Regions from separate parts of the Mus musculus genome. Here region 2 is linked to region 1. The links are chromatin contacts, called in public HiChIP or PLAC-seq maps. All regions are on one chromosome and are shown on one strand. Each heading gives the region's core, a stretch centred on a gene start, on an enhancer-like site or on the middle of the called end of the contact. The rest is flanking DNA. Distances are from core to core; before and after follow the strand shown.

Region 1 (5,485 bases), core at 1,241-3,740:
ATGCCAGTTTCCTTTGGGTCCTTGAAACCTGCTTTTCTTGCCCCTCCGTGCCCACACCATCACTTTTTGTCACTATGTGCTACTTCCTAGTCCCTAGATTTTCTTTTCCAAGATTTATTATTATTTATGTGCATTGATGTGTTTGCCTGCATGTTTGTCTGTGCAAGGGTGCCAGATCCTCTGGAACTAGAGTTACACTGGTGAGCTGCCATGTGGGTGCTGGGAATCGAACCCTGGTCTTATGGAAGAGCAGCCAGTGTTCTTACCAGCTGAGCCCTCTCTCCAGCTCCCATTTCCTTTTAATTCTCTTAGCCAGATATTTTATGTACAAGGAGAGGCTGGCTTTCACTTCTCAGAGACTCAGTCATTTTATAGCATCTATCAGTAGTTCACTTCGTTTTATTACTGGCTAGTTTCCCACTCACATTAGGCTATTTGCGATGTGTACAGGTGTGCTTGTTGTCATTGCAAATATAACCGCTGTAGCTATAGAATATTTATTTACAATTTCTCTCATGCTTATATGAATGTTTTCATTTCTTTTTGATAGATAACTTAAACAGTTGGGTCATATGGTTGTAGTATGTTTAGCTTTTTTTTTTTTTTTGAGACACCATCTGTCTATATAGCCCTATCTGTCCTGGAACTTCCTGTGTAGACCAGACTGGGTTGAACTCTGCCTTCTAAGTGCTGGAATTAAAGGTATCTGCTACCATGTTTAACTATATTCAACTTTTGTAGAAGCTGTCAGTCCATTTCCCAAGGTTGTGCTAGTTTAAATTCCATCAGGAACATATGAGAATTACAATATTATTTAACTTTTCTTTTGTTTTGTTTTCCTTTGGAAACAATGTCTCACGCTGTAACCAAGCTTCCCTGAAAATGTGTATGTAGCTCAGGCTAGTCTTCAATTTGTGGCAATCCTGCTGTTTCTGTCTCCTAAGGGCCTACAAAAATTAGATTTTAAAACTTTAAAGGTACCCATGATCACTGCTTGAACAGTCACACAATATTAGATATGGAACATTATGACTTAGAAAAATGATTTGCGCATTTAAGGAGCCCGCAGCATACTAAATAGGCACTCACACACACACACACACATACACACACACACACACCACACTCACTCCACTGTGTGATGTGAGTACTGGCTTGGAGGACCAGATAATGAGTGTGACAGTAGCTAAAGGATTGTAATGATGAAAGCAGATGGATGAGAAGGATCTGTACCTTGGATGTTTAGGACAATGGGGAGGAGGGAGTGAGAAGGAGGAAGGGAAGGGAGAGGGAGGTGCCACAAGATAATTCTCTACCACGGTTAAATTACAATGCTGATCCCACATACGGCACACACCTGTTCAAATGAACCAACCAGTGCCTTTATGATAATCAACAGGTCTTTGGAGATGTCTGTTGCCATCTTTATCAGTTAAGTTATTGCTGCCTATCAATTTAAACCAAAATGAGGTGGCAATCACTTATTCTTTCTTTTAGGCCGATGGGTCAGTGGGGCAGTTTTGCTGATGTGAACCAACCTGACCCTTGCCAGCAATTCTGAGTTAGCCAGGAAGGAAGTCAGTATGGTGGCTTTGTTCCTGGTCTACATTGTACTACATTTGTTCTCCATTATTCCCTCCTGCCCACCAGTCCGGGCTTCTTATCAAGTTTCATTGCATTTTTCTTTGCTCAATACCATTCCCCCAGCCAATGCAGATTCAGGGAGAGTGGAGATGCAGGTACTGTAAAATTTGTGGACACATGGAAAGGTGGAAAAATTGGAGTCATTCTGTATTTACCTGATCATCAAAGTCCCACTTGCATGTCATCTAGAAATTAGCCTACCCTAAAAATTGAGCAAAATAAGTCCTCAAGAGCCAGTTCTAAGACACTTGGGTATCTGGTTGTCAAGTTCACAGCAGAGTAGCTTTTAAATTAGCTACTTAGCCACTCCCTCAATGTTTTAGACCATCACGTCCAAAGCATTAGCATAGGAGATAGGAAAACTACAGTGCTGTTTTTAATGTTTCAATAAATGTATAATTCATTTTACAAGGATCTCCCTCCCAAACACACCCAAACAAATGTTCTTGGAGTAACATATCCTGTAAACAAGGATTTTCAGCAGCCTTCAATGGTCTTTTCAAAGCAAAAGCAGCCGAGAAAAAGCTATTACTTTGTTTCCTGTGCATCTCGTGGAAAAGATCTCTTGTCCAAATCACAAGGTCCTCCTCCACAAGCTTTACTGTCTCTTCCCTGGAAACCTGCCTCCTTGTCCCGCCCACTTCCGCCCTTTGCGGTCAAACCCACCTCCTCCATCCCAAAGGTCCCACGTGAAGACTCCCAGGAAATCGGATTTTAAATAACAGGGCTGGATTTTTGATGAGTAGGTGAGCAAAGATGACCTTAGAAGGTACGGCTCCTCCGGCTCGCTGTCAGGGCGGGGCGAAGAGCCTTGCGGAGGCGGGGCCTGAGCTGTGCCTGCCCAGCGCGCGCGGTTTACGTCACTAGTCTGCGCCCAGGTTTCCCGGCAGGTTCTCGGCGGCTCTTCTGGTGCTGGCCGCGGTGCGGCCGAAGGCTGTCCGAGGTAGGCTCCTCTCGGCTCTCCCATGGAGGAGGCGGCGCTCACTGCAGTCTCGGATGCACGAACTTCCCGCGGGACGTCGCCGGAGACGGTGGCTGTGTGCGCGCAGGAGCGAGCTGCCTGCGTGGGGGTCTGAGCGGGCACCGGGGTCGCGTCCCGGAGGGAGCCGAGTCGCCCGCCGGCCTGCGACGGCCCTAAGGTAGCTACTTCCTGTAAGCGAGCTCCAGGGCGGAGCTGCGGGCTGTGTCGGCCGCCTGAGGTCGGAGAAGGGCCCCGGGGCGACTTGCTTTTTCGCGTGTTCTGGGGTGGACGCAGCTTCCCTGGTGATCCGCAGTGAGTCGGATTGATTGCCATTCAATCCGGCAGAAGTCTGGCTGGTTGGCCCTGTCCGGTCGCGTACTCGTTAAGTTCTGCATATCAGTTTTATTTGCCTTCGTGAGTTTTCAGAAGATGGTTTCGGCTTGCTGTAACGTTTTGAGCTTGCTTGACTCAGTTCCCTGGCACTTAATAGGGTTTACACAAAATGCAGGGTTTGGGGTTCCTGCTTCTTTGATTTCTCTACGATAATGGCAAGGCATTTAGTTTAGGAGTGGTCTTGAGTGCAGTTTCTTTAGATTCTATATCATGTGCCCGTTTGATACCATATTAATTATTTTTAAAGTTAAAAGAGGAAGTCTGAGATTTGACGTTTTTCATTCCAGTAAGCTGTATGTAGAAGCTCTTACAGTACTTACTAAGTGAAAGAACAGGAAGGCCAGTAACTATATATCTAAGTATTTAGTAATTTTCTGTCCTTTCACCTACTTCCATATTTTCTTCTTTCCAGGGTGGAACTACTCTGCCGTGGTTAAATACTTTAAATGGGAATAAAGGATAGCGTTTCCAAGAAAATGAGAATGAATAAATCATCTCTGTTTTTTAAAAGAAAGACCATATTAAACTTACATGTAAGTTAAAATTTTAATTTCTAACAGTATTGCTAAGTTAGATCGGAGATTAGGTTCTGTAGTATTTTTTTGTTTGGTTGTTTGGTTGTTTTTTGTTTTGATTTTTATAGAGACAGGGTTTCTCTGTGTAGTCCTGGCTGTCCTGGAACTCACTCTGTAGACCAGGCTGGCCTCCTCTGCCTCCCTAGTGCTGGGATTAATGGCATGCGCCACCACTGCCCGGAGGTTCCTGCCCACCTCTTGTCTAGCTTGTCTTGTTGAGTCAGTAAACTTTAGGTTGATTGAGAGGCCCCATCAGGAAAAATAAGGTGGAGAATGACTGATAATGTTGTTTTCTTTAGTTTTTCACAGATACGGGAAATACCACTACTAGGTGTGCACACACAAGAAAAATGAGCTAAACCTGAAGCTGAGACTGCTATAAGCTTTAGATAGTAGTAAACATTATGTAGAAGTAGACTTAAGAGCTGAACTTTTACAGCCAGGTATGGTGATACAAGCTTGTAATTCCAGCACTCCGGAGGCTGGGACAGGATGATTTCAAGATCAAGGCCAGCCTGGACTCCATAAGGAGACCCTTCAGTTCTAACATTTTAAGATGATATGGCAGTCAGGATTAGTAGAGCCAATCTCTTTTCTGAGTGATCCTCTCATGAGTGCCTAACATTCTGAGATGTGTTTTCTGTGGCTGTCAAGGAGAAATAACACTATCCTCTGATATTGTTTGAAGTGGTAGCCCTTTGATGTAAGGAAAGCAGTTCTACTGACTTTGAAGCTCTGTGAAGATATAAAATGAGTCACATATGATTAAATAGTACCCAATTTTTTTCTATAGAAAATATAAAAAGCTTTACCTAAATCTGACTTATTTGAGGGCATTTGTTGTGGTAGACACAAGAACTCTGTAGAGCGACATGACATGTGATGGTGGGTTGAAGAGAGACTTGCATCAAAGGATGCAAAGTAACAGGTATATAGAGTAAGTTGTGAGATTTAATGTATAACATGAAGGTTATAGTTAGTAAAAATTGTATTAGAGACTTTAAAACTCCCTACTTGACAAACTAAAGTTCTACATACTTCTTTATTGTAGAACTAAGCACATATCTCAGATTAAAACATTCCCAGCTATAACATTTTGTATATAGCTAGTTGTATTGATTTTGTATAGATAAATTTGAAATTAACACTTGTATAAAGTTCTGTGAGGACTTTAAGTAAGAATAAATGGATTGCAGGTGTGTTCATATTTTTTGGCTTTGTGTCTTGCTTATAGGGCTCCTGTGTGGTCTAACATGTAATGTTGGAATGTTACTCTACTGTGGTATCTCACATAACTTTGCTCACTTAGACTCAACCATAGTAATCTTTCCTTTCCCAGAAAACAGCATACCTGCTCTTAAGTAGAGCCTGCGTTTATAGTGCCACTTTGTTCTTTTTCCATCCCTTTCAAGTCTGCGCAGTGTTACCTCATCAAGGCCTCCTCCCTTAGCGCCTTAGTGTGCATTATTTTTCACCATGGCATTTACCACATTGCAGTGCCCTTTTATTTCTTGTTTTACCTTGCTTCTGTCTGGGAGGTAACTTTCATGAAGACCAGAGTTTTGGTCTGTGTTTTTCTTCATGGCTCTATCCCCTTGTTCATACATTATGTACTCAGAACACCTTTGTTAGTTTAAGTAAATGTGATTTATAGGCAAGCCCAGTTTTTCACTGAGAGCCACAGCGAAGGAGGTTATGATCTATATAAGTAACCTTAATACAGGTTAGGAAATTCAGAATGGAATAGGCTAAAGTCTAGGGAATTCAGGAAACATGGTAGTTACTTTGGCTCCTGGAATTCAACTAGGAATTGCTTACAGGAGTGCTTTTTGGTTGGGCCCTTTGCAATGAAGCCGGTAAATAGACAATTAGGAGTAGATTAAAGTGGTAGCCATGGAAAGAACACAAGGTG
Region 2 (5,485 bases), core at 2,092-4,591, 37 kb before region 1:
CCTGGTCTACAAAGTGAGTTCCAGGACAGCCGACAGCCAGGGCTATACAGAGAAACCCTGTCTCGAAAAAACAAAAACAAAACAAAAAAAAAGCACCAGTTTTAACATCCAATTCTTCTAGATTTACTCGTTCTTTTGGCAGAGGGTTGAACTACTTGCTTAAATTGTTTCTCTGTCTTAGGATTAAGTCTTGCAATATCTCTGCCCTGAGATTCTCTTACTTAGATGGAATGCTCCCTGCCTCTTAAGTTATTAGGTGACTAGTTTCAGAGAAAAAGCTTGCTTGAATGCATGACTATGGCTTTTGCTTTTAGACTGCCATTTAATGCAATGGCATTCATGTTTTCCTTAGACCTCACCCTTAAGGTGATGTCTTACCTCCATTTCCTTAGGCTAGTGTTGCCTACAGTAAATGCATAGGAGAATTTGAGAAAAGTAGCCTATGAGAGAACACAAGTAAATAAAAGCCTAATGGTAGGAAAATGGGGAGTAGAGTCAGTTAGGAGTCACAGATGGTGTCTGCATGTGAAGAAGACAGGTGTTGAGAACCTTCACGGGCCAGGGTTGAATCCTGCTCCTCCCCAATGCAGGGTCAGGAGAGGGTCCTGGAGAATTATCCCAAGAGGAGGGTGCAGAGGGTGAGAGCTGCTGTGGTGTGGTTACGAGTCCCATATGAATTTGCCATACCATGTCATGCCCAGTCTTCAGAAAGCTAGGAGGAATAGTGGATGTGGACAGTGAATGCCAGTGGTTTTAAGAGAAAGTCTGCGTCTCCAACACTACAACACTATGCCAAACCCATACTTGTTGCCACTTTGGCTGGTCATGTGACATCACTGTCTTTGTTGCCCATGTGACCAGTTATGCCTTTGGGTGACAGGCAGCTCCATGTGTGTATAACTCTGGGAGGGTATCTTATAAGTTGGCTGGGGTCCACGTGGGTTCCTATGAACTTCCAAGTTTGAAGGTAGACTCTCCCAGATAAACACTTACCAGTTTAATCTTAGAAAATGCTTCTATCAGATTTGCCTACTAGCAAGTCTGTGGAACATTTTCCTGAATGATGATTGATGTAAGATGGCCCGGTTCACCATGGGGCTGCCATCTCTGGGCAAGCAGCCCTGAGTTGTATAAGAAAGCAGGCTCAGTAAGCGATGAGGAGTAAGCCAGTAAGCAGTGTTTCTCCATGACTTCTGCTTCAGTTCTTGCCTTCAGGTTCCTGCTTTGACTTTTCTCAATGATGCTCTGTGTGTGATTGGGAAATGTTAGCCAAAAAAGCTTTCCTTTCATGTTGGTTTTGGCCATGGTCTTTATTATATCATTAGGAACTAAGCCTGGGCACCTTGGAAGGGAAAGATTAAAAAAGTGTTTGAATATGGGTTCCTCAGCCTTTGATCAGGCATTCCATGGGAACTTCCCATCGTTTCCTTGTGTTTGAGGAAGGAGAGAATTATGCTGTGGTAGGTAATCTTGTTAAGGATGAGAACATTTGAAAGCCTTTCCTGCTTCCCTCCTAGCTGCCTGATATGACAGTGGTTATAGGTGCACATGTGACTTCAGAGCACAGCTGCTAAAATTGTCAGGTTCTTGTGTCTGCAAACAGTGATTTGGACAAAGACACATAGAATGGGAAAAGATAGTTTATTAGATGAAAGAAATAAGCAAACTTGGAAATACAGCAGAGCTAGGTGAGGTCTAGGTCCCAGAAGAGATCAAGGTTGCAGCTGGGCAGTGGTGGTGCATGCCTTTGATCTCAGCACTTGGGAGGCAGAGGCAGGCGGGTTTCTGAGTTCGAGGCCAGCCTGGTCTACAGAGTGAGTTCCAGGTCAGCCAGGGCTACACAGAGAAACCCTCTCTCGAAAAACCAAAAAACAAAACAAAAGAGAGAAAGAGACAGACCAAGGTTGGGCATCTGTCACCATTAATGGGTCACTTACATATTGTGCACCTTTTCTGACATTATGGTTTTTATTTCATATACCCAGTGTTCAGGAACGTTTCCACTTTTCCCGTAATATTGGCTGCTTTTATGTGTTTATCCTGGCGCCTTTAGGATCTGATCCTCTCCTTGGTCATGCATCTTGTTAATTCACAGGATTCCTGCTGTTGGGCAACAGTTGCGCTGTGGGTGATCGTTGCTATCAGCTCCTTTGCTACTTGATGTCACCAAATTCCTTTCAGGGAACAACTTAATGGAGAGTTTATTCCATAAGCCTTACAGATTAAGAAGGAATCCAGTCCGTTATGTTACAAAAGACAAGGCTGCGGGTGCGTGAGGCAGCTGGTCACAGTCTGCAGTCAGGAGGCAGAGAGGGCTCTACTTTCTAAAGTTCTCCAACCTTTCAACAGCACAAGAAGTTGGGGACTAGGTTTCCAAACACATGATCTTCTGGGGCACATTTCATATTCAAAGCACAGCATTCCATTCCCGGCCATTTTATAGTGCAAGACGGATTTGCTCCAACGTCAGAAGTCCTCATGAGTGCTCAGATGACTCATTGGCTGAAAGTGTATTCAGTGCAAGCCTAGGACCTGAGTGAGGTTAATCTGTGGGACTTACGGTGAGAGAAGATACCTGACTTCTGGAAGTTGTCTGTTGACCTTTACAGACATACATGCATATGCGTGCACACACACACACACACACACACACACACAAGCATATATTTTCTTCTTGCTCAGGGATCTGCAGTTTCCCAGCACCTGCCGACTGACACAGCCTGGTGACTCCTAACTAAACTGACTCCCCACTTTCCAGCCATTAGACTTTATATACCTTCGTTGTGTTGTCGATTACCTTTCTCAAATTCCCCTGACCATTTTACTGTAGACAGCACACTAACCTAAGGATATGGAGATAATTTCCCAGGTAACAGGATGTCACTGCATAAACTGGCAACACGACCACTCAATGATATGGGTAAAGGCAAAGTTTTTAGTGTAGCTATGAGGGAGAGAACAGCCAGAGGCATCAGGAAGAGTCCAGAGCAGAGAGAGAAAGTAGCAGGCTGACCATGGCCAGCAGGCTGGACCTGGTCAGGAGACAAGCAAAGGCAGAGAGCAGAGAGAGAGGCAGAGTAGGAGTGGGGGAGACAGAGAGGAGGGCCGAGGACAGGCAGAAGAGGGAGCACAGCCCAAAGAGCAGGTTATATGGAGAATGAATGGCTGGGGGGGGGGGGGGCGAGGGGACGCTCCTGAATGGTGCAAGTTTAGGATGGGGATGGAGAAGAGTAGATGGACTCTGAAATGTGTAATAAGCACGCAGATACTGAGGGAGCCTGGAGGCTAGCCTGCATTTTGTTATGCTGATAAACACCACCCACAGAGAGCCCTTTGTCCTTCTGCCAGGGATAAGGGAAATGACTAGTTTTGGTAGAGGGGAACTGGCTTCACAGTTCCTGAGGAATGCTGCTGGCTTTTGTCTAACCACTAGAATGTGAGGAAATAGAGTTCCCTCTGGACTTGATAATCACCTTAAAGTCGGGGTATATGGAAAATAAATAGCCCTGCATTCACACAGCAATGATAAATAGAATTTATTTCCCAGTGAGGCAGGAAAATAGGATGGAGAGTCCCAAGAATATTTTTTAGGTTGTGACTTATTTAGCCAAGGAACACCAACCTATGAGCAAGTTGTTTGTCAGCCTGGGTTGGTTGAGAAAAAACAAAACAACCCATCCAAACCCCACTTTACTACTTTCAGTGGCTTCTCGCCCATTGATAGACTAAAGATTACTAATGAGCTGAGTAAGCAAGTTAACACTCACTCCTTTTTGCTTAGTTTTCATGTGAGGAGTTCTCTAAGTGTCATTGTGAATCTCTTACTTGGTAATGTATATAATAACTTTTTTTAAAGGTTGAAAAATTTTAATTACACACTGTAAGAGTCTATAATTCACCAAAGAATGATACCCAGGACTCAAATAGTATGTAAACGCAGACTGTTTTATTCTGCACAAGTCCAGCATGCTGGGGTCTCCCATTACCAAGATAGAGAGACAACCAAGTGTGTTCACAGGCTACCAAGTGTGCTCAAAGGCCTGATTTAAAACATAGTAGGACATTCTAGGGTAGTTGACCCTTATCTTCCATTACTGGGACATGGGGGCTGGAAACCATTGCTGACAAAGTAACTGAGGAAGTCTGGAAACTGCTGCTGACCCATTGTCCTTGCCTCATTAGGCCAGGTGATGGGGCAGCTTCTGAGGCCTAGACTTGCCTGGAATTGCCCAGTTCTTAGAAACAAAGATTTAGGCTTAGTCTTCCTAACTGACAATTTGAAGCCTGTTATGGAATCAGCCTGGCCTTCTCAGCATGTGGGTGGTGGTGGTGGTGGTGGTGGTGGTGGTGGTGGTGGTGGTGGTAGTGGTGGTGGTGATTGTGGTGGTAGGTGGTGTACATGTGTCTTCAGAGGCTGGACTGAAGTTATAGACAGTTGTGAGCTGCCTGGTGTGGATGCCAGGGATTGAACTTGGGTCTTCTGCGAGGGTAGTAAGTGCTCTTAATTTCTGGGCCATCTCTCCAGTACTTACATACGGTTTATAAACCTTCTTCCCAAGGCTGGGGAGATGCCTCAGTTAGTAAGAATGCTTGCTGTGCAATTGCGGAGGCTCTGAAATCATATCCTAGTGCCCATGTAGGAAATGATAGGAATTTGTCATAAATATCTGTAACTTCATAGCACAAACAGGTAATTTGCTAGGGCTTGCTGTGCAATTGCTGAGGCTCTGAGTTCATATCCTAGCATCCATGTAGAAATCTTGGAATGCGTCATGAGTATCTGTAACTCCAGAGCACCAACAGATGAAATGCTAGGGCGTGATGGCCCCCAGTCTAATAAATCCCATCAGCCTATAGACATGTGTATATACATCATAAACACACACACACACACACACACACACACAGCACTAAATGAGCTTGCTTTCCTGATATTCTCACCTTTTTTTATAGGTACTTCCTACCTAACAGACATTGTGTGGTGGGCTGGCACAATTGCAAGTAAGTGGTTTATATAGTAGCTTACAGTCTTCTTATATTTTTTTCTAAAGTTATCACATGGGTGGGGATGGAGAGGGCAAGATGAGTGTGGCTTTGAAAGTCCTCCCATGCTTCTACTCTCTGCACTTCAGATTCACTCTCTTTTCCTGTTGTCCTTCTCTTTGCTGAAAGAGAATAGATGGGAAAGTGTGGAATGGCTGACCTGGGAGAAGGTGGCAGGGGCTCCAGCGGCAGACCAAAGATCATGTTCTATAACTTAAATAATAAACTGTGATTTTTTTAAAATAATCAGGTGGTTTGTCACATATGGCCCTTTAAGCAAAGTGCTACCTCAGTGAGGCTGATTGTGCTCATTGGGGAGGCCCCTTTTAAGCTCTGATGGAGTAGCACACCTCGGGGTCCTACAGCCCAGCTCTGGACAGCATTTCAGGCTGGAGCAGGTCCAAGGTCACTTGAAGGCTGTTAGCCCCACTTGTCTAGGAAA

What was found. HiChIP or PLAC-seq counts read pairs in DNA pulled down with a chosen protein or histone mark.
Region 2: a contact with region 1 is called in an H3K27ac HiChIP or PLAC-seq map of epiblast stem cells. The contact joins the enhancer-like site here to the promoter of Nipa2 in region 1. A contact is called at or near these places in 2 of 39 promoter capture datasets (embryonic stem cells and liver), 2 of 484 Hi-C or Micro-C datasets (embryonic fibroblasts and reprogramming fibroblasts), 3 of 115 datasets of contacts at active chromatin or transcription factors (embryonic stem cells and epiblast stem cells) and 2 of 9 other capture datasets (adipose tissue and pancreatic islet).

Annotation. Positions count from the first base shown.
Region 1 is chr7:55,959,498-55,964,982 of GRCm38.p6, reverse strand. It overlaps Nipa2 (non imprinted in Prader-Willi/Angelman syndrome 2 homolog (human)), which reads left to right and starts at 2,490. Exons shown (of 7, transcript NM_001256130.1): 1 at 2,490-2,783; 2 at 3,411-3,531. A230056P14Rik (RIKEN cDNA A230056P14 gene) reads right to left here and starts at 2,452. Exons shown (of 6, transcript NR_015495.2): 1 at 2,311-2,452.
Region 2 is chr7:55,997,032-56,002,516 of GRCm38.p6, reverse strand. It overlaps Nipa1 (non imprinted in Prader-Willi/Angelman syndrome 1 homolog (human)), which reads left to right. Exons shown (of 5, transcript NM_153578.3): 2 at 4,954-5,001. Among named protein-coding and RNA genes, the nearest start is that of Nipa1, 20 kb to the left of the region's middle. Within about 2 kb of position 3,341, at least 39 of the 459 cell types and tissues checked have an H3K27ac peak or open chromatin away from gene starts, as enhancers often do. A contact at or near this core is called in epiblast stem cells, where this site is marked.